4 separate regions of the Mus musculus genome follow, and regions 2, 3 and 4 are each linked to region 1. A link is a contact called in public HiChIP or PLAC-seq data. All regions are on one chromosome and are shown on one strand. The core of a region is the stretch at or near the end of the contact, and the rest is flanking DNA. Distances in the headings are between cores, read along the strand shown. Region 1 holds the start of Bace1 (beta-site APP cleaving enzyme 1). Region 2 overlaps Tmprss13 (transmembrane protease, serine 13). Region 3 holds the start of Fxyd6 (FXYD domain-containing ion transport regulator 6). Region 4 overlaps Dscaml1 (DS cell adhesion molecule like 1).

Evidence for each region. HiChIP or PLAC-seq counts read pairs in DNA pulled down with a chosen protein or histone mark.
Region 2: a contact with region 1 is called in an H3K27ac HiChIP or PLAC-seq map of VIP interneurons, with 5 times the contacts expected there. The contact joins the enhancer-like site here to the promoter of Bace1 in region 1. A contact is called at or near these places in 2 of 39 promoter capture datasets (cranial neural crest and hippocampal neurons) and 8 of 115 datasets of contacts at active chromatin or transcription factors (VIP interneurons, craniofacial prominence, embryonic basal ganglia and 4 more).
Region 3: a contact with region 1 is called in an H3K4me3 HiChIP or PLAC-seq map of forebrain, with 4 times the contacts expected there. The contact joins the promoter of Fxyd6 here to the promoter of Bace1 in region 1. A contact is called at or near these places in 4 of 39 promoter capture datasets (cranial neural crest, embryonic stem cells, hippocampal neurons and 1 more) and 9 of 115 datasets of contacts at active chromatin or transcription factors (craniofacial prominence, embryonic basal ganglia, embryonic forebrain and 6 more).
Region 4: an H3K4me3 HiChIP or PLAC-seq map of embryonic limb bud shows a contact between it and region 1, with 4 times the contacts expected there. The contact joins the enhancer-like site here to the promoter of Bace1 in region 1. A contact is called at or near these places in 1 of 39 promoter capture datasets (embryonic stem cells) and 5 of 115 datasets of contacts at active chromatin or transcription factors (embryonic basal ganglia, embryonic forebrain, embryonic hindbrain and 2 more).

What each region holds. Positions count from the first base shown.
Region 1 is chr9:45,834,294-45,842,293 of GRCm38.p6, forward strand. Bace1 (beta-site APP cleaving enzyme 1) reads left to right here and starts at 4,252. Exons shown (of 9, transcript NM_011792.6): 1 at 4,252-4,995. The coding sequence starts at 4,735. It also overlaps the pseudogene Gm7286.
Region 2 is chr9:45,344,931-45,352,930 of GRCm38.p6, forward strand. It overlaps Tmprss13 (transmembrane protease, serine 13), which reads left to right. Exons shown (of 13, transcript NM_001013373.2): 11 at 1-126; 12 at 296-448; 13 at 1,062-2,651. The coding sequence ends at 1,088. Among named protein-coding and RNA genes, the nearest start is that of Fxyd6, 21 kb to the right of the region's middle. Within about 2 kb of position 4,886, at least 12 of the 459 cell types and tissues checked have an H3K27ac peak or open chromatin away from gene starts, as enhancers often do. A contact at or near this core is called in VIP interneurons and embryonic stem cells, where this site is marked.
Region 3 is chr9:45,366,372-45,374,371 of GRCm38.p6, forward strand. It overlaps Fxyd6 (FXYD domain-containing ion transport regulator 6), which reads left to right and starts at 3,814. Exons shown (of 8, transcript NM_022004.6): 1 at 3,814-4,117.
Region 4 is chr9:45,460,982-45,468,981 of GRCm38.p6, forward strand. The region is part of intron 3 of Dscaml1 (DS cell adhesion molecule like 1); the gene reads left to right. Among named protein-coding and RNA genes, the nearest start is that of 4833428L15Rik, 34 kb to the left of the region's middle. Within about 2 kb of position 4,795, at least 11 of the 459 cell types and tissues checked have an H3K27ac peak or open chromatin away from gene starts, as enhancers often do. A contact at or near this core is called in embryonic limb bud, where this site is marked.

The DNA.
Region 1 (8,000 bases), core at 3,002-5,501:
TCCTACATCCTAGGCTGCATTTCCCCACCCCCTGAACAGTGTGTCAGTGCTTCCCTGGAGGCCAGAGCCCTACAGTGACAGAGCAAGGTAAACACAGTCTAGTGCTCTGAAGTTCCTCTGCTCAGCACTGCAGCGGCATTTCCACAGACCCATATGAGCAGGAGAGCCAGGATGCTGAGGGTATTTAGGGTGCTTCCAGGCCTACAGACACGCTGCATACTTAGGGGAAACTTCTCCAGTTGTGGGTCGTCCCCCACCGATATGTTTCATTAGGGAGGTTTTCTTTAATATAAGATGGTGAAAATATTCTATTTTTCCTCCAGTTCATTTTTTATTTATTTTATTTTATTTTATTTATTTATTTATTTATTTATTTATTTTGTTTTTCGAGACAGGGTTTCTCTGTATAGCCCTGGCTGTCCTGGAACTCACTTTGTAGACCAGACTGGCCTCGAACTCAGAAATCCGCCTGCCTCTGCCTCCCAAGTGCTGGGATTAAAGGCGTGTGCCACCATGCCCGACCTCTGTTCATTTTTTAATGTTAAGCTCCTTAGTATATCTGGAGCTTATTTTTTGGATGAAATGTAGATTTGGCTTTCTCTCCTTCCATGTGAATTGTAAGTGTCCAAATGGCAGCTATTGGATAACACATCTATTTTTCTCCAATATGCATGTTATCTTTATACACACCCCACTCCCACATATACATTAATCTATCCACTGCTGTTTCTGTTTCTAGTGTCAGGGCTCAACGTCAGGCTTTTATGTGTGTCAGGTAGGTGTTTTGCCATTAAACTACAGCCTAGGATTTTATTTTTATTTTATTTTATTTTATTTTATTTTATTTTATTGAGATAGAGTCTTGCTAAATCAGACTAGCCTTGAGTTCATTCTATAACCTAGGCTGCTCTTGAACTCTAGATCCTCCTGCCTCAGCCATCCATATGCCTGGGGATACAAGCTTCGCCACCACGCCTTGCTTTATCTATGTAGCTAACAGTGGCCTTGAACTCCTGGTCCTCTTCTCTGCCCCTCCCAAATGCTGAAATCAATTTTTCTCACCTTACTGAATTGACCAGGCTTTGTAGACTCTGTCGGGGAGAGGGCTGAGGATGCCTGGCATGGCAGCGGCTCACGCCTGCAATCCCACCTGGTACTCGGGAGGCAGAAGTAGGAGAGTCGCTGAAGATTTGAAGCCAGCGAGGCTCCAGAATGAGTTGCAGGACAGCCAGGGCTATAGAATGAGATATTGGAAAGAGCAAGTGAGAATGACCCCCCCCCCCCTTTCTTGATTAACTTCACTGGTAACACACCTGTTTTCTCCTTTTTGGGTGCTGGGGTTGCACAGAGAGCTTTATACCTGCTGTACCTACATGCTTTACCACAGAGCCACACCCCCAGCCCTCAGCTTCTTTTTTTTTGGTGGGGGGGGGGGGTGTGCAGCGAACTTTATTGATGGTATTCAAGAGAGTAGGGAGGGCTCCCTAGGCCCCTCCTGTTATTATGGGCGTCTGGGGTGGAAATTGTGAGGGAGATGCTCAGTGTTGGGGCCAAGTTGGGATAGGGACTCCTCAGCAACAGAGGGCCTCTCTCTTGCTCTCAGTGTCCTTGCTGGGGTGGGTGGTCCAGGGTTTCTTACTCCTTGGAGGCCATGTAGGTCATGAGGTCCACCACCCTGTTGCTGTAGCCGTGTTCATTGTCACACCAGGAAATGAGCTTGACAAAGTTGTCATTGAGAGCAGTGCCAGCCCCGGAATCAAAGGTGGAGGAGTGGGAGTTGCTGTTGAAGTTGCAGGAGACAACCTGATCCTCAATGTAGCCCAAGATGCCCTTTAGAGGGCCCTCAGATGCCTGCTTCACCACCTTCTTGATGTCATCATACTTGGCAGGTTTCTCCAAGCGGCATGTCAGATCCACGATGGACACATTGAAGGTAGGAACACGGAAGGCCATGTCAGTGAGCTTCCCATTCAGCTCTGGGATGACCTTGCCCACAGCCTTGGCAGCATCAGTGGATGCAGGGATGATTTTCTGGGCAGCCCCACAGCCATCACGCCACAGCTTTCCAGAGGGGCCATTCACAGTCTTCTGGGTGGCAATGATGGCATGAACCGTGGTCATGAGCCCTTCCACAATGCCAAAGTTGTCATGGATGACTTGGCCAGGGGGGCTAAGCAGTTGGTGGTGCAGGATGCATTGCTGACAATCTTGAGTGAGTTGTCATATTTCTCATGGTTCACATCCATCACAAACATGAGGGCATTGGCAGAAGGGATGGAGATGATGACCCTTTTGGCTCCACCCTTCAAGTGGGCCCCGGCCTTCTCCATGGTGGTGAAGACGCCAGTAGACTCCACAACATACTCAGCACAGGCCTTACCCCATTTGATGTTAGCGGGGTCTCGCTCCTGTAAGATCGTGATGGGCTTCCCATTGATGACAAGCTTCCCATTCTCAGCCTTGACTGTGCCATTGAATTTGCCGTGGGTGGAGTCAGACTGGAACACGTAGACCATGTAGTTGAGGTCAATGAAGGGGTCGTTGATGGCAACAATCTCCACTTTGCCATGTGGAGAGCAGATGGCAGCCCTGGTGACCAGGCGCCCAATACGGCCAAATCCGTTCACACCAACCTTCACCATTTTGTTTACGGGACGAGCCAGGCACTGCACAAGAAGAAGCGTCTGTCTCTGGAACAGGGAGGAGCAGAGAGCCCCTCAGCTTCTTTATTTAAGATGTTTCCTTCTAGTTTACCTTTTTTTTTCCTAATCAGAATGACTGCTGTATTTTATCGAGGGCTTTCCACCTCTGATAAATGATATGATGACACAGTCACACAGTTTTAAGCTATCAGGGCCCCAAAGCTCTTCATCTCAATGAGTATGCTGGAATGTCTCCCAGTGATATACCAATTTGAGAGCAACTGATCCTCACTCTGACTGATGGGAAGTAATCAGATGGGTCATGAGGATTCGTGACAGGAAACCATCAAAGACACAAACGGGCCGGGGGGTGGTGGCACACGCCTTTAATCCCAGCACTTGGGAGGTAGAGGCAGGCGGATTTCTGAGTTCGAGGCCAGCCTGGTCTACAGAGTGAGTTCCAGGACAGCCAGGGCTATACAGAGAAACCCTGTCTCCAAAACAAACAAACAAAAGAAAGACAAAGGGATTCAGGCATAGAAGAGGTGGCCACCTCATAGCTGGGGCAGGTTAAATGCTCTGAACAGAAGAGGCGGCAGGTCTCCCTGTCGGATCCCAGTGACTGGTTTGTTGACTGGAATACTCTCGTCCCTTTCACCTTGCTCCTCCAGCCTCTGCTCCTGAAAACACTTCCAATTTTAAGGTCACCTCTTCTAGATTGCCCATTTTTTGTTTCTTTTTTGAGGCAGAGTTTCTCTATGCAGTCCTGGCTGTCCTAGAACTACCTATGTAGAACAAACTGCCCTTGAATTTACAGAAATTCTCCTGCTGAGATTAAAGGCAGGTGCCTCAACATCCGGGGTATACCCCCAAATTTTGTTTTATTTTATTTTATTTATTGATTTTTATTTTATTCTTTTTTTTCTTTTTTTTTTTTTTTTTTTTTTTTTTTTTGGTTTTCGAGACAGGGCTTCTCTGTGTAGCCCTGGCTGTCCTGGAACTCACTCTGTAGACCAGGCTGGCCTGGAACTCAGAAATCCGCCTGCCTCTACCTCCTAAGTGCTGGGATTAAAGGCGTGCGCCACCACGCCCAGCTCTATTTATTGGTTTTTTGAGGCAGGTTTCCAGCTTACCCCAAAATTCTTAACATCACACTGTGGCAAGAATCACAGTTCTCCCCGGTTAATCTCTTTTTGGGATCTGTGCTTCTTTTTCTACTCCTGTGCAGGGGTAAAGTGGCTGGCATGCATGACAGGGTGCGCACGGGGGTGTGGGGGGGTGTTAACCAATGCTGATTCAGGAAAGTGAGGCAGGAGAATTGCATCAAAGTTGAAGCTAGCCTAGACTACACTGTATGTTTGCAGGACCCTGTACCCTAAATAAATAAATAAATAAATAAATAAATAAATAAATAAATAATGAAAGAAGGACTAGCAGATGAGAAGTGTATGATATTGGTTCCTTCTTGCTCTGCTAGAGCTAAGGAAATGCTTTCCCGCTAGGGTCTTGCAGAGTGAACTCCATCTCGGCAGAGGGCATCCCAGACCCCTTTCAGCTCCGGAAGCTGGGCTGTCTGCCATGGGAAGACTACACTTCCCAGAGATCCCAGGGAAAAGCAAAAACCCTTTGGCTTTGACAGCCACCGCCACAAGCCTTTCCGCCTCCCCAGCCTGCCTAGGTGCTGGGAGCTGGGAGCTGGATTATGGTGGCCTGAGCAGCCGACGCAGCCGTAGGAGCCCGGAGTCCCTGTCGGTCCCCAAGCTGCAAAGCCCGCCTGGAAGACCCCGAAAGCTACGGGCTCGGATAGCCATGCCCGCCCCTCCCAGCCCCACAAGGGGCCCGATCCCCCCGCTGGCGGCCGGCGTCCAGATGTAGCTGGGTCCCCTGGATCGCCATCGTCGTCTCCTCTCGTGCGCTACGGATTTCTCCTGCCCACTCTCCGCCGCCTGGACCGGGAACTGAGCGAGGGGCCTGCAGACTCTGCAGTCCTGATGCCGCCGAGGCCGCTCTCCTGAGAGAAGCCACCACCACCCAGACTTAGGGGCAGGCAAGAGGGACAGTCACCAACCGGACCACAAGGCCCGGGCTCACTATGGCCCCAGCGCTGCACTGGCTCCTGCTATGGGTGGGCTCGGGAATGCTGCCTGCCCAGGGAACCCATCTCGGCATCCGGCTGCCCCTTCGCAGCGGCCTGGCAGGGCCACCCCTGGGCCTGAGGCTGCCCCGGGAGACCGACGAGGAATCGGAGGAGCCTGGCCGGAGAGGCAGCTTTGTGGAGATGGTGGACAACCTGAGGGGAAAGTCCGGCCAGGGCTACTATGTGGAGATGACCGTAGGCAGCCCCCCACAGACGGTAAGGTGGTCAGATCTAGCAACCCTCCTTCATGCATGGTAGAGGGGTGATAGGGTAGAGATGAAGCAGCCTGCCCTGATAAAATGGTTTGTTTAGTGGGTGCAGAATGACCGCCCGCTCCTATTCCTCCAGGATCCGGTTGGGAGTAGCCTTTCCATTTCCCGCCCCCTCTCACTGGCATCCAAGCCCCAGGACTGACTACTCACCTCTCACTCCCACTGCCCCATCCCCCCACGCCCAAGAAAGCACTTCAGTGGTGGCTGACCCTGGGGAAGGGCCAGGCACGGGGACACTGTAACAGGTGTCAGTGGCCGGAGTCTCTCATATTCCATCTCCACACTCTCCCCTACTCTAGTGTTGCGGGGGGGGGGGGGGTATCTAAGATCCCCACCTTCATCTTCTTGAGAACCCAAAATCCTGGCACCAGTTGGATCAATCAGCCCCTTACTCTAAGTCTGGGCTGCCATAAGCCAACAAAGTGAGAGTCTTAGTAACATCCATGTAGCCTCCAAGTCCCAATAGACTCTGGCTTCCCCTAGTCCCTTCCTCCTTTATCCCAACCCCCACTCTCTACACTCTAGCTCCTCCCCCACCCATGCCTCAGAACATGGCCAGAAGAGAGCTGTACTGAGTCTGAGAAAGATAAGCCTAGGGGAGCCAGAAACCCCTTGCAAGGGTTCTGAGACGGATGGGCACACAGCCATGGGAAGGGACTTCTCCCTGTCTTTTCCCGTCTTTTCCAACAGTTTCCAAGGTACCTGGGGTGGCTGGTGGAGGTTGTGTCCTCTACCTGTGCTGACTGGGAGTGTGGGCTTGAGTCAGCTATGGCCCATGTGGGGTTGCTGGCTGACCTCTCTGAGTGCATCTGCCACCTCCGTGGGCGAGTCTGGGTACTGGTTGGTGGCAGTGTGATTCTGCGTGTGCTTCTGTGTGTCACCTTGAGTCTGATCCTGTGTATCTCTGTGAGCTACCCTCAGTGGCTCCGGACCGTGTCCACAAAGCTTGTCCACGGAGGGTGTGGAAAGATGGGAGTGTGTGCGCTGGGGTCAGGGAGGAGACAGTCACACTTCCTTTCACTCAGGCAGTTGGATATGGGAGAACCACAGACCCCTGCTTTCTTGTTACTTGCTGGGTCTATACCACTCAAGCTTGCTTTGGGAGCTCTGAAGTCCTGGTCTCCCCCACTCACCCCTCCTCTTTGCTGTACACCATAACTTCCCAGAAGTCGTATGGAATCCGGGGGTCGGAGCCAAGTCAGAGCTAGAGTTCAGTCTGAGCCAAGAGAAGGTAAGATGTCAGGGAAGGGGACATGTGGAGACGTGGGACTCTAGTGACGTGCTGTGCAACTGCACAGATCTGTGATAAAGCCACAAGGACTTTAGGGTCAGACAGGCTAGAATCTGGGGGTCTGCCTAGCACCCTAGCCTTCCCTTTTCCCAGCAGTGTGACCTTAAGCAACTTATATAACTCTTGTTGGCTATTGCCTTCTCTTCAAAACATGGGAAATGGGGCCTCCTTTGCAAGACAATTGTGAGGATTAAATGAAACCACGTAGGGGACCATGCCTAGAAGAAATCCCTGGGTTAATTGACCTCCAATAAATATTACCTCCTTCTCCTTAACTGGCCTGGCCACTTCTGCCTCTTCTGTGCTATGCAATGAAGCATAAAATCTGGACCGTGTTGAGTATATTTAGTACATACTTCCCTGGTCCCCTGAGATGCAATGTAGGTGCTCCAGCCCAGCCCTTGGCAGAGAGTAGCTGTTGAGGGCTAGTCAGTGCCCTCCCCTCCCAGCTAGAAGTCAGAGCAGGGGGCTGGAGGTCACACACTAGCCCTGGGAACCCTGAGTAGAGGCACTCTGTGGTTGCACGTGCCTCTGATCCCGACCCTGTTCCAGCCAGCCTCGGCTCTGTGGCTATTTTGTTCCTTCCCTCAGCAGCCTGTGAGAAGGATGAGCCTTCTTCTTACCCAACGGGGCTATCAGAAGCAGTGAAATGGGATGGAGGGTGGCAGAGTTCTATGAACACAAACCTCTGGAATTTGGAGGGTTACTGCCCATGCTTGGTGGTCTAATCTACAAAACAATGGAAGACACACCTCTGCATGAAAGGCTTTAAAAAGGAAGTAAAATGTAAGTACTCCTTTGACAAAAGTGATGCTCTGTAGATTCTTATCTTTAGAACCCGCTAAACATGTAAATTCTCATGATCCCACCCCAGAGTCTGGGAGTCTGCAGGTCTTAAGGCTGAGAAGCACCGATCTATGAGGAGAAATAATGATGCCAAAGGTAGAGTTGGCTCAAGGGACTTGATGGAGTATGTGTTCATTGAGTGAGGTCCTGGAGGGTGGAAAGGAATGGGGCCATCCTAGCCAGGACCTGGCGCTTCTCCCAACACACCGTAATTGCTTCTCACTTGCTCCCCACTCTGGCCCAGAGACTATGAGAAACGAGAGACGAATGAGTTGTGTGTTTGAGCTTATGTGTGTTTGTTCAGGAGACAAGTGAAAGCCAGGCCAGTTGATACTGCAGGGTTATGCTGAGACCAGATCAATTTAGGTAAATAAAACGGAGCCCAACTGTCAAAAAGCCTTAAATGTCAGGCTATATGGTTTGGACTTCGGCTCTGAGGGGGGAAATTGAGATCATTTGTACTGGAGAATGATATGAAGCAAGCAAGCAGACGTCTGAATCTTAGGGAGAGTGGAATATAGAGCTACGGGAGACGCGAAGCTCACTTTCTGTGGAGAAGGCGTGAGGTTGCGGTAAGAGGGAGAGAGAAAGGAGGCCAGGATGCAAGGAATGTCACAAAACAGGCGAGCAGGCTGGGGACATCGTGTGGAGGGTGGAGAAGAAGGAAGGCATCAGAGGTAACTTGGTGATTCTGACATGGCGTAAGTTGAAATGGACCATTGGTGGACCAGGATACAGGGCAGGAGGGCATGGTTGGTATACACACTTGTTTTATTTTAATTCAGTGTGCATATCTTTGTTTGTTCTGGTTT
Region 2 (8,000 bases), core at 3,636-6,135, 490 kb before region 1:
CTCCGAGAGGTTCAGGTCAACCTCATTGACTTCAAGAAGTGCAATGACTACTTGGTCTATGACAGCTACCTTACCCCAAGGATGATGTGTGCCGGGGATCTACGAGGAGGGAGGGACTCCTGCCAGGTGAGGTCCTTGTGGGTGGGGCTCAGGTCTCATGACCCTGGAGGTGGGAGAAGTTGGAGTGGTAGGATCAATATGGAGGTCAGAGAGTAGAGAGCCGCTCTTTCCTGACTTGGACCCATCCCCCTCCCTTTTGCACCAGACCGACTCACCCTCTGGCTCTTCCTTGCAGGGAGACAGTGGAGGACCTCTCGTCTGTGAGCAGAACAATCGCTGGTACCTGGCAGGTGTCACCAGCTGGGGCACAGGCTGTGGCCAGAAAAACAAGCCTGGTGTGTACACCAAAGTGACAGAAGTACTTCCCTGGATTTACAGAAAGATGGAGGTGAGCGCTCAGCTCAGGGATAGAACCTGGAGGAGGGTGGAGGGTGTTCAGACAAAGACCATCTGAGCTATGTGCATTTGAGGATGTCCAAGACAGGACTAGATGTCAGTCATGGGATCGATCAGTCCAAGGTGTCAGTTTTCCCTCCTTTTGCTCCCTTGGAAAAGAGCTGGCAGTGTTGTAGAAGGGTGAACCTTGGTATGTTGTCAACACCAATATAGTTCTCCTCTCCTAGTGATACCCAAAGGTATCCAAAATGACCACTAGAGTGTGCTAGGAGGTTGCCTTCCATGGCATGAAAGTTGCCCCTCAGGAAATGATGGATCTGCTCTGCTGGCTCAGCTCAGCTCAACCCTGCTTCCTTACTGTTCTCCAGCCTACAACTGTAAAGCCCAGTGCTGAGGCCAACCCTCCCTCTCTCTGTGGGCAAGATGATACAGGAGTCAGAGGGAAACTGCATCAGACCGCCCTGCCATAAGCCTCGGAGTGCACTCCCTCTCTCTCAGAGAAGATGCTAACTAGCATTCAGCTGGACTGTACGGGAAGCCCTGGTCTCTCTAGTCCTTGAGTTTCTGTGTTTCACGCTTACCCTGTTTTCTGGTCTCTTCCTCAGAGTGAGGTACGATTCCGGAAATCTTAACCATGTCCTCCTCACGTTGCTGACTGCTATGAAGATCCTGGGCACAGGGATGGGCCATTTGCAGCATCTGGACCAGTGACCACCAGGCACCTTTGTTTCTTCCACCTCTGCTGTCTGCTGTCTCTGGGAGAGTGTGTATGTGGTGTGTATGTGTTTGCATCGTGTGTGTGTGTGTGTGTGTGTGTGTGTGTGTGTGTGTGTGTGTGTGGTGTGGTATGTTACTATTATAAATTCTTCAGAAAACAGGAAAACTCAGCTCTTCTCAGAATCCCAGGCTGGAGATCTGGAGTTAAGAGTTTGGGCACCAGGTGTGTTCCTACGAGTCCATAAGTGTGAAGGTGGAGCCAAAAATGAGCCTGGGCAGGACTTGGAACATGACAACAGCAGTTGTCGCTCTTCTGACTCTGACTTGAAGGCCAGCCAGGATTGGTCAGACACCCAACAGCCAGTAACACCATTGCTGTGCTGGGACAGCAGCAAGTTTTGTCAGGGGCTGTCTTGTCGGTGCCCGGACCATCTGTCCTCCGTGGAAAACCTTTACCATCTGTGAGCAAGCATCCGGCCCTCTCTGTCACTTGCAGCTGCTGTGGGCTCCAGAGCTGGGCTCTGCTGTAGCTGCCCATCTCTAGGTAATGACTGTGACTCAGGCTTGCTGTGCCTTTGGTCACAAGCTGTTGGGATGAATTTTATTTTTATATTTAAAATATAGAAATAGATGTAACTTTAAGGCGTCTCCAAAAATCCTAGGGACCTTGGGAGGTTTTTTTTTTTTTTTTTTTTTTTTTTACATGAATTACTTCATGAACTCCAAGGGACCCATGGGAGTTGCAGCATCCTATAATATATTATACCACTGAAGCATCCTGTGATATATTACTGGCTTCATGAAATCAGGTGAAGTGCCTTGATGAAATCCTCAGGACAGACACCTCCAGGTCAGTGGAGAGACTAGGGACCTTTGAAATACTCAGGGAAGAAAACCCTCCTTTGGGTTGACAGAAAAATCCAGTGCATACTGGTCTAGCCTCCAAGGACTATAGCCAGCCAGAAGAAATAAAGATGTGTGTGCTGCCCTGGTTCGCCTCCTGGGACCTCTGAGGAAGTCCACACATACAGCATCGTTTACACCCAAGGGCTGACAATGAAGTCTGCTTCTGTCATCCTTCATCTTTTGACTTTGTACTGACTTAAAAGGCCATGAAGAGAATGCAAGACCTGTCCTCAGAACTTCTAAACAGCCCTTGTGAGTGGCCTCAGTTGGCCATTCTCCTGGTCTTCCCTGGGCCTTTTCTCTTGGTTACCTGTTGTTACTCAGCTCCACTCTCTTCAGCCTTCCTTGGGCCTACCAGACTTCTGTGATACTGAGTCTCGGAGGCAAGTTCAAGGAGATCAGACCAGCTCAGGACAGCTCAGGCAAGCTGGAGGTCACTGGAGTGGTTGGGCAGCATCAGACAGGGCTGAGACACAAGGGAATCTCTTCAAGGCTGGGAAGGAGGCGGGCAGCATCCATGTGTGCAGAAGATCCCAGCAATGAGCTTCCATAATAAAATCGTGTGGCACAAAGAAGTTGTTGGGTGCTTCATTGATGACGTAGGTAGAAACATCAAGATGGCCTGCACTCTGCCCCAGTGCCCAGGCATCTTGGACATGATTCTTCTTGACTTTCTCATCTTTGGCTTCTGCTCACCCATTTGCACATCTGTTCTTTGATTCCTTCCCCAATGAGAGCAGAGCTCAGTGGTGCCAGGTACTGATGCTAAGTCCAGACAATCCACAAGCAGTACAGCACTCTCTAGTCTTTGTGATGGAAGGGATGCTTAAGTGTGGGTACCACACTTGGAACATGGACATATGAGCCACCGGCCTCATCCAGAGAGGAGAAGTTTGAAGTGAGTTTTAAAGAGGAAGTGAACATTCCTAAAGTAGATGTGGCATGGGGCAGGCACTCTAGGGTCAGACGTTTCCCCTCGTCCTCTGCCTCTGCCTTTGTTATCTCAGCAAGAAGGGTGCTTATAAGCCCCAGTGATGACCTAGTTCTTTACAAGAGGGATGCGTCGGTGGCCTTTTCTACAAGATCTACTCCTCCATGCTTCTCCCTAACTTTTGCTGTTGTTTATTTTTCGAGACAGGGTTTCTCCCTGTAGCCCTGGCTGTCCTGGAACTAGCTCTGTAGACCAGGCTGGCCTTGAACTCAGTGATCGATCTGTCTCTGCTGGGATTAATGGTGTTCACCACTGCTGAACCAGCATTACTACACTAGCTGTAACAGATATGTCTCCACTAATGGCTGTCCAGCACCACTGCCACATTTGAGCATCCCTGTTGCCACAGCCAGCATTTTCCAGGTCTGCATGTGCCTGGCCGATGCTACATCTATGTCATTTGCATCTCTCATCGATGCCCAGGTGATCCTTCCTCTGACTCTTTTCTTGCTTCATCTGCTCAAGAAGGCATAAGGATGGCAGGGGCTGTGGCTACTGGATTCCTTTTTTTTTTTTTTTTTTTTTTTTTCCATAAGCAAAGTGTGCGTATCTCTCCAATGGAGTGTGGTTCTCATCCATTAAAAGGTCCCTGGGGTGCTCCCTCAGCTGGAGGCTTTCTCTCACGTGGGCTTTCCAGGACCTAGGTCTTTCCATTGTGTGACTGTCACGGCCCTCTTGTCTGCTTTTGGTGCAAAGGAAACCAGGTAGAAGACACACCCATTTCTTAACTGCCTGGCTCAGAGGCGATCCCTGTGAGCCTACCACAGTGTCGCTGAGAGGCCTTGGGGCCAGGAATGACAGCCTTTGAGGCAGTACATACTCACTTTAGAGGACAGCTACACATATCTCCGTTCACTTTAAGAAAAGCCAAAACTGGGGCTGAGTAACAAGACTTTGGCCACTACTGTGCATCTTTCTCCACATAACCAACTCTTTGCAGGGTATGTCGGACTTCAGATTGTAAGCTGATAGGCAAGTAGGGAAAGGCATGGGGATCGTACAGGAAAAAATAATCAAGCACCACAAAGGAAACAGAAAATATATTTCTTCAGCCCAGGACACCCATAGAGGCTAAAAATCTTACATAAAAGAGGTGGCGGGGGCTGGGCAGTGGTGGCGCATGCCTTTAATCCCAGAACTTGGGAGGCAGAAGCAGGTGGATTTCTGAGTTCGAGGCCAGCCTGGTCAGTTTCTGAGGAGTTTCTCAGGGATGCAAATGAGAGCCCCGGGAACTGCAGGGAACAGGGTTGGTGAACTCTGTGGAGAGGAGCCACTTGCAGCTTGGCTGGGGATCTGGCTGCCTCTGGGGTTTGATTAGCTTCCCGGGGGCCATTGTTTCTCATAATTGCTCTCCTTTGTTCTGATGCAATTGGGAGAACTGGAGGAGATGCACGAATGCTCCCAGCAATGACAATGAGGAGGACAGGGACAGCAATTCAGTATCTGCCTGTGTCAGACACTGAGCAAAGCACCTGACATCCATTATTCCTGTAAACCTGTAATCCCACAAAGCACGTGGTAACCATTCCAGCTTTGTAAACAAGGAAACAAGGAAGTGCACCTCCCAAAACACAGGCTCTCAAGGGCCAGAGCTGCACTGTGAATCTGTGGCTGTGGAAGCTTTCCCCCTACACTCCGCACCTAGCCTACTCCCAACCCCAGGTGAAGCCCCTCTAACCTGAGACCTCAGTAGGGCCTGGCTCTGTGTATCTTTCCAGGATAGGAGGAAGGGAAAAACACCCCAGGGACAGCTGGGTGGAAACCCTTGGACGTGATGAGAAGCTTAGACTTGGCAATTTCCAGAACCTTGGAGAAGGGCATCCAGAGTCAGAAGAGGCCCTGCTCCCAAGTGCACGGTGTCTAAGAAGCCCTGTCACACTACAACAAGCTGTCATTCAGTCTTTGTCTTCTTGATCTGGGTCAAGGTCTGTAAAAGGCACATACCATTCATTCTCTATTTCCTCTGCAAGGGACCTCACCTCCTGTCATTTGGAAAAACTGTGGCTCAGCCCAGGAAGTAAACAACATCCTGGTCTTGCCGCACAGCTGCCCAGAAACCTAGGAGGGCCATGTACAGATAGATGATCAGTCCTGGACCACCCAGGAACAAAGCTTTGTTTAAAACAGGCCTCCCAGAAAGATAAAGGTCTGGCCTGGTCTTTGATCCTCGACAGCTCAACTCCTCCGAATAGGAGACGGAGTGTAGACATCACAGGATGCCTTCCCTACACAATCCAGAGTCTCCAAGAGTCAGCCACACCTGTGCTTTCTAATTACACTGTTGTAGAGGTTGGACCCAGAGTACCTGGAGATGCAAATTCCAGCTTCACCACTTGCTTAACTATGTGATCCCAGCAAGCCAATCCCTCTATTTCCTCATAAGCAAAGTGTGTGTATCTCTCCTGCGTGCTGTAGAATTAAATGGGATGGTAGACAAAAACAAGAGACACAAAGAGACTATCTAGTTCGTTTGTCACTATATCCCTTCAGCAAACAAAGAAGAGTGGTCATGTGACCCAATCTTTAAGTTCTAGTAAACTTACCATTTCTCTGTATAAGTTTTCTAAGCAGTGAACTGCTCTTTCAGGAATAGATACTATTACCTAGGGTGGGTGGCTATCCAGCTGGCCATCTCTCTAAGCCACAAAACAGCAAGTGAACTTCACCTGTTCCCTTTGTCACATGGAAGAATTTTCCTCTAGAGCTTAGTGTCTCGACCAATGGCCTCTGACCCGCCAATGGAGTTGGCAAGTTTAGAGCTGTAAGGGTCACATATCCTCAGCTAATTCTCTTCCCACAGCCTTCTGCCCACGAATGCCCATGTTGTTACGTCCAGTGGGCATTTGTAAGTTCTCCTCTCACTGAAGTCTCTGTGGTTCTTCACAGTAGAGTAATCCCTCCTTGACAAAATCACCAACTTCCATGCCACCAACTCTTTCCCTTCCTCCTCGGGGCCTCTGGCTGACCTTTCTTGGTGGTCCATACATTCTGTGATGATGTTGCTGGGAGATGTGCCCACGCTCTCTTCTCTTCTGTGGTACATGATTATGTGGGCTATATCTCTTCTCTTGGTGGCAAAAATAACCCACAGCAGAGAGAGGAAGAGTCTATTTTCACTCATGGTTTTAGGAAGTTTCAGTCCCTTCTGGTGGGGAAGGCGTAGTGGACCAGGATTGCAGAGTGAACCGGGACTGCAGAGTGGCTCGTTACATCTTGGCATTAGACAGGAAGCAGAGGGCACTCTGTTAGGAACCAGCCTTAGCCACTCCTCTGCCCCTGTCTCTGGCAACATCCATTTCCAACCAGATCCATTTCCTCCAGCAAGGCTCCACTTCTGTCTTAGTCACTGTTCTTCCTGTGACCGCATCAGCTCTTACAATAGATTTATTTCAGTTGGCGTTCGGCTTCCGAGGTTTAGTTTATTATCATCATGATGGGGAGCATGGCAGCACACAGGCAGACATGGTGCTGAAGAAGATGAGAGTTCTACATCTGGACCCACAGGCAACAGGAAGAGGAAGCCATGGAGACTGACTCTGGTTTCTGAAACCTCAAAGCCCACACCCCTATGACACACTCCCACCAAGGCCATACCTTCTAATCCTTTCAAATGGTGCTAATCCCTCAGCATTCACGTATAGGAACTATGGGGATCATTCTTATTCAAACCATCACAACCTCCTAAAAGTTCCACAATTGCACTCCAAATTTCCCCAAATAACATTGTTACCTGCAAGCTGGAACCAAATGTTCAAACCTATGAACTGGTAAGGATCATTCCATAGGAAGCCATGTGAGTGAGCGGTACTAATGCTCCATGCTCAATGGTCCACTCATTCTCGTCCTGGGTTTCCAAACTTCTACAGAGCCGGCGGGAATTTGCTTCATCTCGCTAAGGTGGAAGGAAAGTCACAGATCTTCTTACATCAGATTTATCTGACTGAGCTGCTTCAGCAGGGCTGAACAATATCTGTTTTCGTGTTCTTCCCTCAGAGCACAGGGCAGACTGCTTTCCAGGCTGGGTGTCTACATGGGCACCACCCGGAAGAATGCACAAGTGGAGAAAAACCTCCAAGAGTCTCAGAAAAGCCACACTTCTGGTCAGGCTCAGGTGGCTCTTCTCTGTCCAACCCCAAAGCCACTTCCCCAGCAGGTACAAGCTTGCTTCTCTTAAGAGCTTTGCACAAATATGCATACATAAAAACCAAGCTGAACATAGATTACAATACACAATTATACCGGTTTTTATGTGAGCATAAGTTTTCATTACTCTGAAAGAAATGATGACAGGTGGGATTCTTGAATCATCTTGGTTTTGGTATATATAGTCAGTACTTTTTAAGGCATATAACCAATGTCTAATGATATCTCTGATGTCTTAATTTGTGTTTTTCTGAATACTTTTGATACTGATAATCTCTTTTGTGTGCCTATTTGCCATCTATAGATCGTCTTTGGTGAAGTGCTGTTTAAATATTTTTTAACCATTCCTTTGGTTGATTCTTATTGAGCTGTGTGATGGCTAACCTTCATTGTTTACTTAGAATCACCATGGAAACTCCTCAGGTGTGTTTGTGAGGGTGGAAGCTCCTCCCACCCTGAATGTGGCTAGAGAAAGAAAGCTGTGTATCAGCTCTCCTTTCTCAGATATACAACCAGCTGCCTCGCACCACCGCCGCCGCCATCGTGAGCCAGTGTGGACCTTTTCCCCTTAAGTTACTTTTGTCTGGTGTTTTGAGACAGTGATTAGAAAAGTAGCTAATATAGATTTTCAGAGTTCTATATCTATACATGAGTTGGAGTCTTTGTTAGAAATGTGCTTTCTCTGTGACTTGCTCCAGTTTCTTAGCTGTATCCTTAATAGAAAAAAATTATTTTAACTTTTTAGCATCAATTCATTAACTTTCTTTTCAGACTTTGTTATAGCCAA
Region 3 (8,000 bases), core at 2,564-5,063, 470 kb before region 1:
AGGAGAGGGGAGAGGGGAGCGGGGAGAGGGGAGAGGGGAGAGGGGAGCGGGGAGAGGGGAGAGGGGAGAGGGGAGCATGAATTTCTCTGGATGAGGAAGTGAGTTGAGGGTGGTGCTGTTGAAATGGAGAAAGATGTAGGGTATTTGGAGAGATGGTGCTATGGCTTGTAGCTTGCACATGGAATGTCTCACAAAGACTCAAGTGATAAAGGCTTACTCTCCAGCCCATGGCAGAGGTGGGAGGATCTTTAAGAGATGCAGCCTAGTGGGAGCCTTAAGTTTACTGAGTGCTCTTGAAAGAGCTAGTGAGAACCCAGGTGCTTCCCTAAACCCCACACCAGTCCTCTTCCTCCTCTTCCTCCTTCTCTTCCTCCTTTTCCTTTACCTCAGATACCAGGAGCTGAGGGGCCCTCCTCTGCCATCCACGCCCTGTTCCTCACATGATGTCTGCCTCAGCACAGGATCAGATCAACAAGGCTGATGCACCGCCAACTGAACCCTCCACAGCTGTGAGCCAAATAGTGCTTTTCTCTTTAGAAGGTGACGTAACTTCTGTATGTGTTATTAAGTGATGGCATAGTGACCCACACAGTAGGGATGTTGGATCCCTGGGTTCCTTGTCAGGAGCAGAGGAACAAGTCTAAGCCAGCGCCCCAAAACACGGCTGTTGACTGGATTATTTGGAAATTACAGGAAAAGAAGGGCCTGGCACAGTTTCCTGAGGGAGAAGCCTAGAGTAATGTGGGGAAGGTTAGGGAGGAATCCAAGGAGTGGTTTGGAATGAACATGGAATCTGGGAGCTGCCCTCTCCTGGGTGACAGCGCGCATAGGAAGGTGGTGAGCGGTTACACTGCAGTAGTTGGCGAGGGGAAGTTCGCCCTTTCTGTGGGTCTCTCTTGGAGAGGTATGGGTTAGGAGGGCCAGGGTAACTGAGAATTCTGGCAATCCCACACCCCTTTAATTGTCCATATGATCCCCACATGGGGATCTTCTCTGGAATGGCTACTTCTGGCATAGCTCATAGACCTAGTTACATGGCTTAGAGTGGGTGGATTTTCTAGCACGGAGCAGTCTGTGACCCACTCAACAGTGTATTGCTCCAATGAGCCTGGCACTGGGTCTTCCCATGGCTCTAGATGTGGGTACTCTCATGTGCTTCCCTCATCCTTAGTGAGTGTGTCTATGTGTTATCTGTGTGTGTGAGACTCCCTTCCCCCCCAAACACACCCATGCTGTTTAGAAACCAATCTGTTCTGGTGTGCTGTCCTGCCTCAGCTGCCCCTTTCCTCAGGCTTCCAGAGAAGCAATTGCGTAGCAAAGATCCAAGCTCTTTACCCAGCCTTCTAAACCCTGACTGTGAACTCTTTAGGAACCTTCTGAGCCAGCCTTTCCCAAATTCTTTTCATAGCAATTTTTGTATCCCCTCAGTGGCTTCCCATGGCCCTGGAGACAAAAGCTGAAATTGCCCAGGAACTGCCCGGCTGCCAAGCCTGGCATCTGTGTCCTTCCCTAGCCTGTCTCCTCTGCACTCTGCCACACCGGGAGCAATTCCCACACTCTGCAGTCCGCTTCAGGGCCTTTGCACGCACACATCGCTTCTGTTCCACTGTTGGCATCATTTCCCAAGCCTGCTTTGCACCTCAGTTGTTTCTTTCAGCGCATCTCCTTAGCACTCCCCGACTCTCCAGCTTGCTTTGCAAATGTTACATTCTCGGGGCTCTGAACCATTTGATCAAAATCCTTTTCACCCCTTATCTATAAAGGACAATGTTGTATCTAAAGAGCTTGACCTAGGGCTCAGGGAAGAGTCACGCCTCACATCCGTGTGTTGAAAGAATGGGGCAGCTGGTGACCTCTTTTAACCCGTGGACACATTTATCGCAGGAACCAGATGTGTTTCTTTACTCCCTAGAAGGGAGATGTGACTTTCCCAGGGCAAGGCTATGTGTTGCTTTGTAGCAGAAACCCCCAAATTCCACCTGGATAAACAAGAAAGGTTATTTGAGAGGCTGGCCCTGGCCAGTCCTCACAGACTGGATTCCACTCTCCTCCATAGCCAGGACTATCAGCAGCATCAGACACAGGCCCGGAAGTAGCTTGGCCATGTTCTCTGGCAGGAGACAGGCTGAACCAACAGGTGGTTGGGCTTAGAAGTTCTGACCCGTCAGCCTATCCTTTCCCAAACTGGCCTGTAAAGCCTGAGCTGGCAACCACTTACAAGGAGCGACTCCAACAGACAACTTAGAGGTGGGAAATGTCAGGACTCAAGGGCACTGGGAGGGAGGACCAATCTGCTTGCCCAGGACAGGGAACTAGTAAGCAGTGTGGTTTCATTTCTCCCACCCACAGCAAGTGGAAAGGGACAGGAGATTACAGTCCTCAGCTTACAGAGGAAAAGTTTGGGACAGAAGGTCAGGCCGCTGTCTGGAGCCACGTGGATTGGCAAGACTTGAGCCAGACTTTGATAAAAGGGTTTTAACTGTCACAGGAACCCTAGTGATTATGAAACTGGGCCAGGGTGGAGTCTTTTCAGCCCAAGGTCCTATGCTTAAGGGGTCAAACTATCCTCTACAGACTCCCCTTAAGCAAGGTAACCCAGTTTCTTCCTGGTAGCCATTGATGGCTTCTCTGCCAGTTCTAGGGCAACCTTGACTTCCCATCTGTTTTTTTGCCTTGGCCTTTGAGACTGGACCATTTGTTAAAGTGATTCAACCAAGCTGAAAGGCCACAGAATTATCAAGTTTGTTTGTTTGCTTCCTCTTCTTCCTCTTTCAACTCTTCTTCCTTTTCCTCTGAAAAGGGAAGATTTTCATGCCCTGAAACAAGATTTCTCTATGTATCCCTGGCTGTCCTAGAACTCTCTCTTTAGACCAGACTGGCCTCAAATCCAGAGATTCACCTGTCTCTGCCTCCCAAGTGTTGGGATTAAAAGAGTTGTTCTCCTCCTCCTCCTCCTCCTCCTCCTCCTCCTCTTCCTTCTTCTTCTTCACAAATGAGTAACTGTCCTGGTGCTGTGGTGCTGGAGAGGCAGGGCTGGGCTCTTGCTAGTAGAGCCCATTATTTCTGGGGTAGGGGTTGTCAGGAAAGCCTCGTGATAAGACCTAGAATTGGCTGATGCCAGCTGCTCTCCTCAATGCTTCAGCACAGGGTAGGCCAGCCTCCCTACAGCATCCCTTCAGTTGGCTAATTAGAACAGCCTTCCCCACTACAGAGCTTCCTGGATACCAACCTGCTGGGGGTGGTGGGGTGGGGTGGGGTGACCTCTGTCCATTCTTGCAAGCTCTTCTATCATTACTTAGAGTTAGTCAATGGAACCCTTGCTGGGAGTTAGTCTCACCTCCCTTTCCTAGATTAGGGAAAGGAACACTCCATATATGAGTGTTCATACTGATGCTACAGGTAGGATTGCAGAGCTAGGATGTAAATCTTTAAATTAATTTGTCACCTCGAATTTTGACTCTTAGTGACTAGGCTGGGGAGAGCTACTCTTAAAGCCTTCCGGAGTTAGGGATGGAGATGGGTGTCTTGAAAACGGGCTTCTGGGCAGCAAAACCCTGGTTCATGTGAGGGTCTTGTCCCCACAGCCCACCAGCTCTATTTGCAAACAACACTCCACCTAACTCTGGCTCCCATTCATGCTAATTGCGAACACAGCCAATGAACGCAGGTTGCAGGTGGCTGATGCTCCGTTGTTTCCTATTTTTCTGCCTTTCTCCCCTGATTTTCCTATTTCCGAAAAACACCAGCCCTGTCACGGTGTTGGTCTGGCTCATTTCCTACCCTCACCAAAGGGGGGGAGAATCAAAAAGCAACAGCTGCTGGCAAATCCGCTCCGGCGCTGGGCGCCTCCTCCGCGCGTCTCCTGTTGCTTCTTCAAGCCTCACTTCCCTTTGCGAAGAGCTCGCAGAGAGAAGGGCGCGGGCGACATCACAGGGGTCTGCAAGGGGACCCAGAAGCCAGTGGACGAGGGCGACCGGGGAGGCCAACCAGTCAGCCCCCTCTGGGAGGCGGGAAAGCTGCAAGCCGCGCCCACCGCCCTGCCCCCAGCGCGCCACTCCCGGCTGCTTGGACTCTGCTAGTCCTTCTGGGATCCGCTCGGAGGGGACCCAACGCCTAGGTGAGCAGCAAGGGAGGTGGGCAAAGTTGGCACCTTCTTCCGAGTGGAGGAGGCTTGGGTGGGGATCCGTCACTCTAGCGCCAGGTTCCTCCGAGTCTTGTTTGTTTCAGTGGGTGTGTGCCCAGGTCCCTGCCTGGGCGGCGGGAAATGGATTTGGAGATGTAAACAAGTAGATGAGCTTCCAAAAGCTAAGGATACCGGGATGGGGTTGCAGGCAATGGCGGTGGGCGATGCTGGTGGCTGGAAAATGCTTTTGAGGCTGCCCTGAGCTTGCATCAGGAGCTCCAGAAGGATAGAGGACCCTTTAGCAGGGGAGCTTCCCTTTGTTACTCGGAAGCGGGAGACCCTGCGGGGAATGGAGATGCGAGGACCCGGGAATGAAGGAATGTGAATGTGGACACATGGGCCACACAAAATGGAAATTTGCTGGCTTGGTGCTTGTGGGGTGTGGGCGTGGGCTCCGGGAGTGGCGAAGAGGCCCTGTAGACGGCGTTGGGGTTCGAGGATGAGGGGATTCATCTGACTGCATTGCCTTCTTTTGGTCTGTCCAGCTCGATTTTCTTTCCAGGGCTGCTAGTACCCTATCTCCATCGTTCCCAACCGGGGCTGGCCCTGGCGGAGCCTCCCCGCTTTATGTCTGCCCAGGGCTTTTCTGTAGAGTTGGTTGAGAGACTGGGTCTCTGGGCGTCTGCTCCTAGGAGCAGTCAGGTTGGAAATACCGGCCCACCCAAGCTGCCACCAACCTCCAGACCCAGAGGTTGTGATGCCTGGAGGCTTGGCTCCATCAATGTACCCTCTGTCTTTATTTCCTTTGTCTAACCTGTCTTCCCGCGCTACTGGAATTGGGATTTCTACCTTTGTAGTGGGACCAGTGGGCATCTCAGCCCTCTCAAGGACCCTTGGCACTAGTGTTCTGACTGCCCTCATATTGTAGATGTATGAATGTGTGTATCTGTTTTCCAACTTGGCCTTTTGCACGTGACCTGTCTCATGGTTGCCATGGAAACCCCTCCAGTTCAACCTCCCTCAGATTTCTGCCCATTCCTCACCTCCAATTGCCTCCCCTCCCCCCAATATGGTTGCTTAGATACTGGTTACCCTTTGCTTTTTAAAGGAGGACACCCTATGTCTGGCTCCCGTTCTAAACTGCCTGGCCCTTTACCCATCCCACCACCACAAGCACCACAAACACAAGTGCTCACACATTACACACAATATCGTCACAGCCTCACATACCTGTCAACCCTCACAGCCCTTTAGCATAGTGGACACACATAACATACACATTTATATCACATGAACACCAAGTAACACATCATGAAACCACAACACATCAAGCCAAAGACACCAAATGCACAGCCCACCACATAAACGGCAAATATATCCCGCACCCTACACACCACATACACACCAACTACACCACACACATACGACACCCACACCAAATAGACGACCTGCATCCCGTCCCACATACACAGTAACTGTACCAACCGTCCTACATACACAGTAACTGTACCAACTGTCCTACATACACAGTAACTGTACCAAATGCATGTTACTTATACTCAGCCCTCACTCTGTGTGTGCATGCAGGGACTCCACCTGTAACACAAACTGACACATACATGTACACACGCATGTACATGCACACACACACACACACACACACACACACACACACACACACACCAGGCTGGGTGAGGCTAAGCAGACAGAGAGTGCTTTCCTTCCTGTTCAGCCTTATTCTGGATACTTAGAGTATCAAGAAGGAGTAGCCCAGAAGGGAACCTCTGACTTCTCCCAGGGACCTTACAGGAAAAAGCCAAAGAAAAGCTCCCAAACCATCCTAGGAGAGAAACCCCTCTGCTAGGTGCCAGACTCCAGGGCCATGGCTGGGCACAAACCAGGATTTAAGTCTCTCCAGGCTGTGTTCTTCCTTCCTTGACACCCATGGTCCTTTCTGAACAGAGGAGGCTCTGTGGAAGGGAGGGAAGCCTGTTATGAGAACACAAGAGGGCAGAGAGAAGGAACAGGGATCAAAGATATATGTGTGTGTGAGAGAGAGAGAGACAGAGACATAGAAAGACAGAGAGACAGAGACAGAAAGAAGGAGAAAGAGAGACAGAGAGAGGAGACAGTGACACAGAGTGATAGAGATAAAGAGAGGGAGAGAGAAGAGCCAAAGAAATGCCAAACAGGGTTCTCAGCTGTGTGTGGAGTTCTGGTCTACCCCAGTCCCAGTTTTCCTGCTTCTTGCTTGCCCCTCCAGTCATTTTCATGCCTCTAGGAGAGCAAGCCAAGGGCTGCTGAGTTGCCAGGACACTATCAAGACTTATCCTCAGGTGGCTGGAACTTGAGGGAAGAGTTTCCCTCTGGGTTCCATTTGACCTTTGGACTGTTGGAGAACCCATTTTGTTCAGTTATTGAATGGTTTTGAGCACCTACTGTATGCTAACTTCTGGGAACGTGACAGTGAAGAAGAAGACACCGTCCTCAGAGCCTGAGAAAGAATTAGGTCAGGACATGGGTGGGGAAACTGAGTCAAAGCCCCATAAGCAGCAGTGGCAGAGGCCTATGTCCTTAGGCAAGATCTTAGATTCCACACTGCTCAGCCCGTACCTCTTTCCTTGGCGTCTATCAATCCATTGGAAATTGGGACGTCCCTTCCAAAGTGACCTTGTAGATGTGTTGGAAGATGTTGCAAGGAGAGATGAGAAGGGTGCCCTGGGAAAGCAGAAGTCACATGAGACAGAGCCTGGGGCCCACAAAAAGTCAGGTTCTAGCTCCTTGGCTCACACCTGAGCGCTGTGCTCCCCAAGAACAAATGCATTTATTCTACAAATATCCTGTTGGACACACCACAGGTCTCTTGGTGCAACCTAAAAATGGCTTTGTCTGTGCTCAAGTAACCTGAGGCCTCCAAGATCTTAGGCGTTTGTTTCCAGATTGGTCCATGGGGGATTTAGTTATGATTTCTAAGCCACATCCTTCCCTTAAATGTGTGTGGGTTCTAGAATCTTGAAAAAGATCGATTTCCTCTTAGGTACCAATGTGTGTGAGGAATTGGGGTGGGGTGTGGCTAAAGCGAGCTGGAAAAGGACTGTCTGACCACTCTGGACAAAGCTTTTCTTTCACCACCAACCAGGCAATGGCTGAGAAGCCAAGGTCAGCTATGCTTTTCATGGGCTGGATGGGGGAGGGACTCTTCCTGGACAAGAGTCACCTGTCTGTTCTGTTAGGACACACATGGGCCCTGAAAGGCTTAAGGGGCCTAAGGGGCTGCCTCTGCAGAGTGGGAAATCAGGACCAGCAGTGGCTGGTCTTTGAAGTACTCTGGACGGTTTAGAGGGTCTGCTCAAGAGCACCCCTCATCTTTGATCTCTGTCTTTAAAAAGAAGCCGGACCTCTCTGACCAAGACAGAATCTTGGAGCCATTTAGCCACATCTTCTCTGTCTTAAAATGGGGCTGGAGAGGAATTCTGACCTGTGAAATATAAAGCCAGCTTGGAAACAACATAGGAAAACATCTGTCACGAGATGTCTGGCAGGGTGAGGGGGTGGGGAGGAAGAGGTTTGAGTTCCAGGGATCGGGTTGGGACTGTAGGAATGTCTCTGCACAGTCAAGAACTATGGTTTGGGTAGAAAGGGTCAGAGAGGAGACCAAGGAGTTCTATTTGGAGTCATGGTGACATTCCTGTCTTCCACAGCTCCAAAGGAAAGCCAGCCCTCGGTTTTACTCATTGACACTTTTAACAAATGCCAAGTCTCTCCAGTATGGTAGGCCCTGTGGGTTTCACAGAACCCTGTGGACTGTAGAGCTGTGGAGTCATTCTTTCTTTCTTTTTGGTTTTTCGAGACAGGGCTTCTCTGTGTAGCCCTGGCT
Region 4 (8,000 bases), core at 3,545-6,044, 370 kb before region 1:
TTTGCCTGGCAGTCCTGTGGGCTCTCTGAGACTCTTGGAAGCAAATGTTTTCCTTCTGGGAGCACATGACTGAGATCTTCCTGAGTGAGCTGCAGTGTAGGAAAGAGCTTGCCTCCAGGTGTCCCAGAGTGTATCAGTACAAGGCGTCATCTAAAGAAGAGGCCTCCCTGGTGTTGTGTGTGGCTGGACATAGCAGGCCGGAGCTGTGCGGTGTTCCAGGTTGAGTCAGTTCCCTCCCCTGCGTTGGCTTAAGAATCTACCAGCTGACTGAATTTTTAGTTCATTATTTAAGCTAGCAAATGGGTTTTTTTTTTTTGAGCACTTCCTATGTACAAGATGCTGTGTTATGCAGACAGTGAATCCCAGGGGTCTTTGCTTGAGGACCCCAAGGGATAGGGGTGGGGGGAATTCCTCTTCCCACACACCCAAGAAACTCAACTTAAAATAGATATGTATGCACATGTATAAATAGTACGCACAACATAATTTGTACATATTGAATATGTATGTGTGAGCATTCACACATACATAGCCTTAGACTCTGTTACCTGCTTAGAGCTCTAGCAATTCCCAGAGCAGAGACCTGAGGGAGACACCGTGGTGGCCCGTCATGGCACACCGTATCTCGGAGCAACCCTCACCTCATGAGTTTGGTGACTGTGAAGGCTTTGTCTTTTCTCTCAAACAAAAAGGGCAGTTCCTACCCCACCCCCTTTATTTTTAAATGTTCTGAATTTTATGGATAGCTTTGACTCCTTGTTTAATGGGGTGTATTAGACATGGAAGCATGGGCAGGGATGGGTGGTCAGTAGGGAGCACTCATTTTGTTTTTGAAGGCCTTAATGTCTGACAAACAAGATAAGCTCAGGACACTGGTGTCCCTGACCCAAGACTAAGTGATGAAGGTGTAGGTGACCCCACTGGTCCAGACTTAGGGGCATCTCTAGTGCTTAGACAAAGCTCCTTTTCCAAGAATCCTACAGAATACATCCACTGGGCAGGGTGATCGCCTACAGAGGGGAGTTGCAGACCTGCTGGATGTCACGTATAGAGTCACCTGGGGGGCTTTCAAGAACATCAGTTTCTATACATGTACACACATGCACACACATGCATGCACACACATACATCATCATCATCAACATCATCATCAACAACATCATCATCATCAACAACAACAACAACAACGACATCATCATCAACGACATCATCATCATTCTCAATTGATGATCACTGGGGCGAGCCTCTGCTTGTTAAAGGCCCTGTGTGGTTCTCACTGGCAGTTGGGTTCCGGGTAAAGGAGACCATAGGAGTCAGCTCCTGGGGAGCTATACAGCATGGTTCATGCTTAGGGAACAGTTTGCCTTGATTGGAGCTCAGGAAAGATCAAAGGTGAGTGGGATCAACGCTACATGAGTCATGTATCATTAAAGAGCAATGGGAGCCACTGAAGATCATGAATTATGTGGGAATGTTCAGTGGTGTTTCCAGAAAAAGGCAGATGGTCTTCAGCCTCAGGTCCTGGAGTCCATGTCTGCCTTTAAATTTCCCAGAGATTATTGCTAAGCATCCTTAGGGATGTTAGGACAAGCATTAGCCTTTCTTCTACAGGGCTCATTCCCATCATGCTCCAGCCCCCTCTTGGTCCCATAATCCATAGTACTCCTAATAAAAAAAATTTAGACCTCTGAAATAACCCCAGATCTGACGAGTCTTGAGCAGCAATGCTGTGTGATTTTTCCTGGGAAGACACGAACAAATGTCTGTTCACTTGACCAGTGACAGACCGAGGGATGATCCCACCCAAGTCTGGAGAACCAATGAGTTTATGAGGTTGCCTACAGGAGGATGAGTGACTCAAAGCCAAGCTGTATCACCCAAAAGCTATCCCAGCATTGGTGATGACTCAGAAAAAACAAAACCAAAACCAAAAAAGGTTGTACCCTTGGAGCTTCAGGCACAACTTGCAGGCAGCTCCACTGAAAAGTCTCCTCTCCACAGGAAGTGTTCACTGCTTATGTAATCGCCTGAGTCTTTTTGCTTTCCGAACTCCCTGAACAGCATAGGTTTTCAGAGCTTCCCTTGGTATCCCAAGTCTAAGGAAGGAATGTTCAGTTCTGAGGAAATAGCTCAACAACTACCAAATTGATCTCACAAATAGAAAAGTCTACACCTGATCTCTTTTTCTTTATGGATTTCAGCAAAACACAGTCACACTAAAAAATACTGTGTGAGATTACCTTCGGGTTATGGTCACAAGCTGTGCTTGAAATGGAAGTGGTTTTAATATTTAGACTTGGGTCTCATCCTGGAGATATATATATATGACTATTTGCATATATATGTATATATGTATATGTGTATGTATGTATGTGTATATTGTCCACAATCTAAAAGATTTGGTGTCAAGACACTTAACTTTTGGTAATAAGCTAGGTTTTATTGTGCTCTTACAGTCTATGCCATACTTTGATATGCATTAAATTTGATTCTTCCATTGAGTTTGTGGAACATAGAAGTCCCTCCCCTTCATTTACAGATAGATGGCCACTTGAAGGCCTGGCGACTCCTGTACTTCTCCAGGGGCAGCTTCTGTGCTGGAGTGAGACCCTCTGCAGGTTTTGGCTTAGGTGTGACCTCATGGTTCCCAGGACTTCTCATCTGTTTCCTTATGGTGGAAGCCCATTACTCATGGGGATGTGCTTGGCCAACCTGTAGACCACGACTGGCTAAAGAAAGCAGTCCTTTGTACTAACTGAGTTCACCTCCTTAAGACCCTTTCAGGTTGTTCTCGTTTGGTATGTTTTTTTTAGATGGGTAACTGAGGCTCCGGGAAACACTTTACCTGATGTTGGGAGCAACAGGGTGACTCCCTGTTGGGATGACAGGGTGGGAGACAAGGAACTTCAGAGTCATGAGATTTGAGGATACCATAATGTACACAAGACTTGCCGTGGGGCAGGCCTTGTAAGAACTGCTTAATGCAAACAAATTTTGAATCTTTAAAGAAGGGGAGGGGCCAGTACACACCCTAAGACACCAACTTTGTCCTCCTGGGGCCTATTTCCTGAAGGCATTTCCTCTCACAAGGCATCCCACGGGGGCCACCTGGTTCTCAGCTCCATGATCCTCCACATGACGGACCATCTTCAGTGGGTGAAGAGAAGACTTCAGGCAGTAGGCCTCAGATCTGGACACTAGTCCCCAGGCTGCCACTGGGCTTCAGTCTACAGGGTAGAGGTCCAGCTCTCAGGCCTCAGTCTGGGCATGCGCAGGTTTGGGGTCTGCAGTGTGAGGGCCGGGATTAGCGTAAGAGCTCACACTGGAGACGTGGTGACCTCTCGAGATCTCTTCTCCTCATCCCCACTCCTGGGCATAGTTTCTTCCTTCACGTGCTATCTCTAAGTATATTGACCTCTAAGTCATCAGAAAGCGTGTAGAAGGTTCCGGTTTCCACTTCCTCTCTAAACAATGGCACGGCCTTTCTGTGCATGCTACTTTCAGGGGAAGCCCTTCTGTCCCTTCCTGCTCCATGGAGTTCAATAAACTCCATCAGAGTCATGCTGGGTGTTGGGAGTGTGGGGACAAGTTGGTGCCCTGCAGCAGGGTAACAGACAAAGTAAGAGACATGCTCTAATGTGTGTGCTAAGAAATCTTCACAAAATGGTCACAAAGAGACTGGATGGATGTAGTAGCCACAGCCATGCCCATGATAGCAAAGACACGGGAAACCAGTGAGGATGGATAAATGCGGTCTGCTCAGTCTATACAATGAATGCTATGTGGCAGGGGAAGCAAAGGATCCAGAACTTTGCACACTAGGCTGGACATGTTGCGGGGAGAGTGGCGAACGGGGAGAGGGGTGGGCGGAGAGCAAATTGCTGAAGCAGGGAAGCAGTGTGGCACCATTTGTATAAAGTTGGAAAACATGCTAGCCAGTTCTCCATAGTGTTTCTGGGTAGACACATATGCAGCGACAGCATTACAACATGTATGAGACAACAAACACCATACTCAGCAATGCTTACCTCCAAGGCAGAGGGGATGGCTCAGGAAAGAAACAACGGCCCTTCAGAACGCCTTATTTCTTAAATGGTTTCTTCTAAAAAAAAAAAAAAAAAAAAAAAAAGATCTGAAGAAAAAACAGAGCCAAAACAAAACAAAACAAAACCACAGGACTTTTTACTTTATTTATATGCTTATTCTTTTTTTTTAGCATGCTTGTTATATTTCATAAGAAAAGCTGTTTATTTGATGGCAGGGTACAAGGTTCTAGAAGGCTGATCCTGGGGCATGTGAGGAGAGGGGGCCTTGCAGGGGAGGTCGGTGCACTCACCAGCTGCCCAGCTCTGTCCTGTGGACACTTGTTTCCTAACTCCTCTTCCAGAGCCACTTTGGAGAGGGTTGGTGTGCATTAGTTGTTAAATAACAGCAATAAACGTGGTATAAATATGAGAGGAGAAGAACTGTGTCTGCCGTGGGACCTACCATAATCTGTTTCTCTCTTTAATGAGAGCCTGGAGACCCAGCGTGAGGCCACTGAAAATGAAGAACACTGGGAGGAGCGATGGGGTGCACGGCCTGGCAGTCTCTGCTTTCCCAAAGCCAGGAGCCTGGTAGGGTCTTAGCAGCCCTTCATCCTGGGGACAGGTGATCAACAGTTGCACACAGACCATTGAGTGACCATCTGGGCAAGAAAAAGTGGTTTGGAGATGGGAGGCCAGGAGAAACACTCATAATTAAGCCCTTGGATAGGCCACTCCCAGTTTCCAGATCATGTTACAAAAGAAAGCTGGGAGCACACACAGGGAAACCAGAGAGGGAAAAATGATCTCCTGCCCCACCCTCAGTGTCCCTAGAGCCTGCCCTGGGATCTGTAAAGCTGAGGGTCTCCCAGGCAGAGGCCCAGGGACTGCCAGCTGGTGTCTTGCTTTGGCTCCTAGAGGTACCTACCTTTATTACAGTTTGCCCCAGAAGAGTGATTGCTCCTGCCTCTTCCTCCATTTCTGTTCCCCTCACCCAGTTCCCCATCGGTACATACAGACAGTAAACCTGCTTTGTGAGGTCTAGAAGGAGCCTTGAAAATCACTGAATCTAGTCCCTTGGCAGATGTATAAAGACGGCATTTGCAGCCTTGATTGGACCTGGGGACCAAGTCTCAAGAAGCGCCCTGCTAGTGGGACATGGTGATATATAACTATAATCCCAGTACCTGGGAAACTGAAGCAGGGAGATCTTGAGTTTGAGGTCAGCGTGGAATGTGTAGTAAGACTGTCTCAAAACAAAAAATATTAAAAGGAAGTATCTTTTTATATTATAGCATAAGGGCTTTGGCCTCATTTTCCACCGAGTAGACTCATGCTGAGACCCTCTGAAACTGGGCTATCTCATCATATTGACAAAGAGGATAGAACTAGTGGTGTTATCAGTGCGTGCATGCATGTGTGTATGTGTGTGTGCACATGCATGTGTGCGTGTGTGATATCTAGATATCTGTCTTGCAGTGTGACTCCCTTGCACACAGTGGGTATTCGTGTCTTCATCTGAAAGCCCCTTTTTCATAAAGCTCTTAGCAAGAACTAAAATCTAGAATCTGCTTTCTAGGGGTTCTACCCTTGAGTCCTCCTGCTTCCTGCCCCTGCCCCTGCCCATCCAGGAGGCCTATCAGAGACTGGCAGACAGCTCCCATCCTCTCCTGTACCCCCTCCCTAGGGTCCTATTCTCCTTGTGATGGCACCCCATTTCTGTTCCGATCCCCTCTATTACTTGGCAAGATTTTCTCTCATTCTGGCTCTTGCTTCTGGACATGCCTAGGTTTATTACATCTTTTCAGAAACCCAGGCCTACAGGAGTAAGGTTCACACTGGAGATGGCCCTAGCAGAGGAACTAGGGAGTCTTGCTCGCCAGTATGCCCTGCCCCGAGTTTCTTTCTGAGCTACTTCATGGAGTTGGCTCCTTCTCATCACTGGTTCTGAACAACTCTGGGCTCTTTCCCTAAACCTCTCCTTGCTCTTATTTCCAAAACCAGAATAGCAGCTTTCTATAACCTAGACAGCAGCAGGATGCCCTTTGCCCCTTCTGAGATGCATCAGCTGGCTCAAATCCTAACTTTGTGTTCTAAATGCCCGGCACCCTTGTGAAGATGTCTGCGCGTCCCCAGGAAGCCATGATTGCCAGCTTGTCTTGTTTCTAATTTGAATTTATCATTTGATTCTAGTCAAGAGGAATTCCCTATCAGGGGGTCTTCTGAAAGAAGGGAGTCTATGTGGGGAAGGACCCTCAACAAGAAAGCAGGGACAAGGTGGACTCAGATCCTGGGCCAGGGGCCTCTGAGCAGGCTCCTTGCCTCATACATCACTCACATTAAATGTGACACTGGTAACAATTTCTTATTTCATGGCTATCATTTCTTGGACCAGCCTGTCTTATTTTCCTGATGACTCTAGCTGGTTCTTTCTGGAAAGTTCTTCCTTGACCCATCCCACCCCTTTTATTCTAAATTACTATGCATATAATCTACATTCTCCACCTTGGTTTTATAGGAGTGGTTGCCTGCCTCCTTCACTTTGGGGGTGAAGAGGCAGGGAGGTCAGGAGAAAAGTTACCATTCTTGTGTCACCAAGGGATAGTTGTTCAAGGACTTCTGACAGAAGTACTAAGTGTTTCAAAAGTTAAGCTCCTTCAGACATGGTGCCCTTGGGCAGTGTCTCCCAGCCTTGTCTATTCTCCACACAAGTAAAGACAACATTAATTGCTATATTGGATCAAACAAAGACTGGCAACAACTGGAGATCCCATAGCTCATGGGATGCTACCTGCCCCAGGTCCTGCCTCACTCAACTTGGCTGAGGGATCTTGGTCCATAGTTTGGGCCAGGAGACTGTAGGTCTTCTATAGACAGGTGGTAGGTAAGTGAGGAGGTCAGTCTAGTAGTCAGCTAGTAGGTACTATGATAACTGAAGGATGGATGGTTTGGATAGCTTCCAGGCAGCCCCTCATCTCCTTTTCCTGCCCTCTCTTCTACATGACTCTTTCCCAAAGAGTCTTGAATTATAGATTCACTGTTTGAAGGACAGCTAAGCGGGAGGGGGATATAAAGGGGAGGGGCAGTAAACTCTCATCATCAGCTCACATCCTCCATTCTGCTGCTGGGGTGAAGCATCCCCGTGCTGTGGTACTTCCTTTGCCTTCTTTCAATCACAGTATGTATGTCTCTCTGCTCCCACCCCTGTCACGTTCAGTCTGTGCCTTCCCAGCATGGGACCCATCATGGCCCTGGATATAGTCATAGTTCAGGTGACAGTTGGGGTGGCTTCCTCTCCAGTAGAACTCTCTCGACATGAAGGTATGGAAGATCAAGGAGCCAGGGCTGTCGAGGGGGAAAGGGTGACGGAGACAGACTGATGGCAGGGAGTTGAATTAATTCCCTGGTGTCGGATTTAATGAAGGCCTGCCTTCTGCACCGTCTCTGAAAGGCGCATCATGGAGCGATCGGTGCTGGGTGCGTGCATAGCTCCAATTAGGAGCTTCTGCATTTCATGTTGGAAGGGGGGTCACGGTATCTTTGAATTTCTAGACTCTGGGGGCTTGTCTATCCCTCCCCCTTCCAGCCTCACACAGCCTGAACCAGAAGTCAGAAGTTCTGCTCCTCTTAAAGGGGAAAGACCCCAGGGTCTGTTCTTGACTGCCTAAGAGGACTCATTTTTCTCTTTAATGTCATCTCTTTAGGCGTTCTTAGGTAAAGACTAGCCTTCATTCTGCAAAAGGTACCTGTACCATCTTGTCCCTAGAGACTGTATCCTAGAAGTATGGATGCTTAAACTGGAGAAGGTGCTTTGGGGATAATCCAGCCCAGACTCAAATGTTTTGTGCTTAGATAGCCATGGTTTCTACAGCAGTCTCTCTGACCTCCTGTCTCTGGTCTGTTGTCAAGCAGAATGAGCACAAGCAGGGTCAGGCTACCTAAGTCCGAGGTCTCAGCTGCCAATGTAAAGTGATT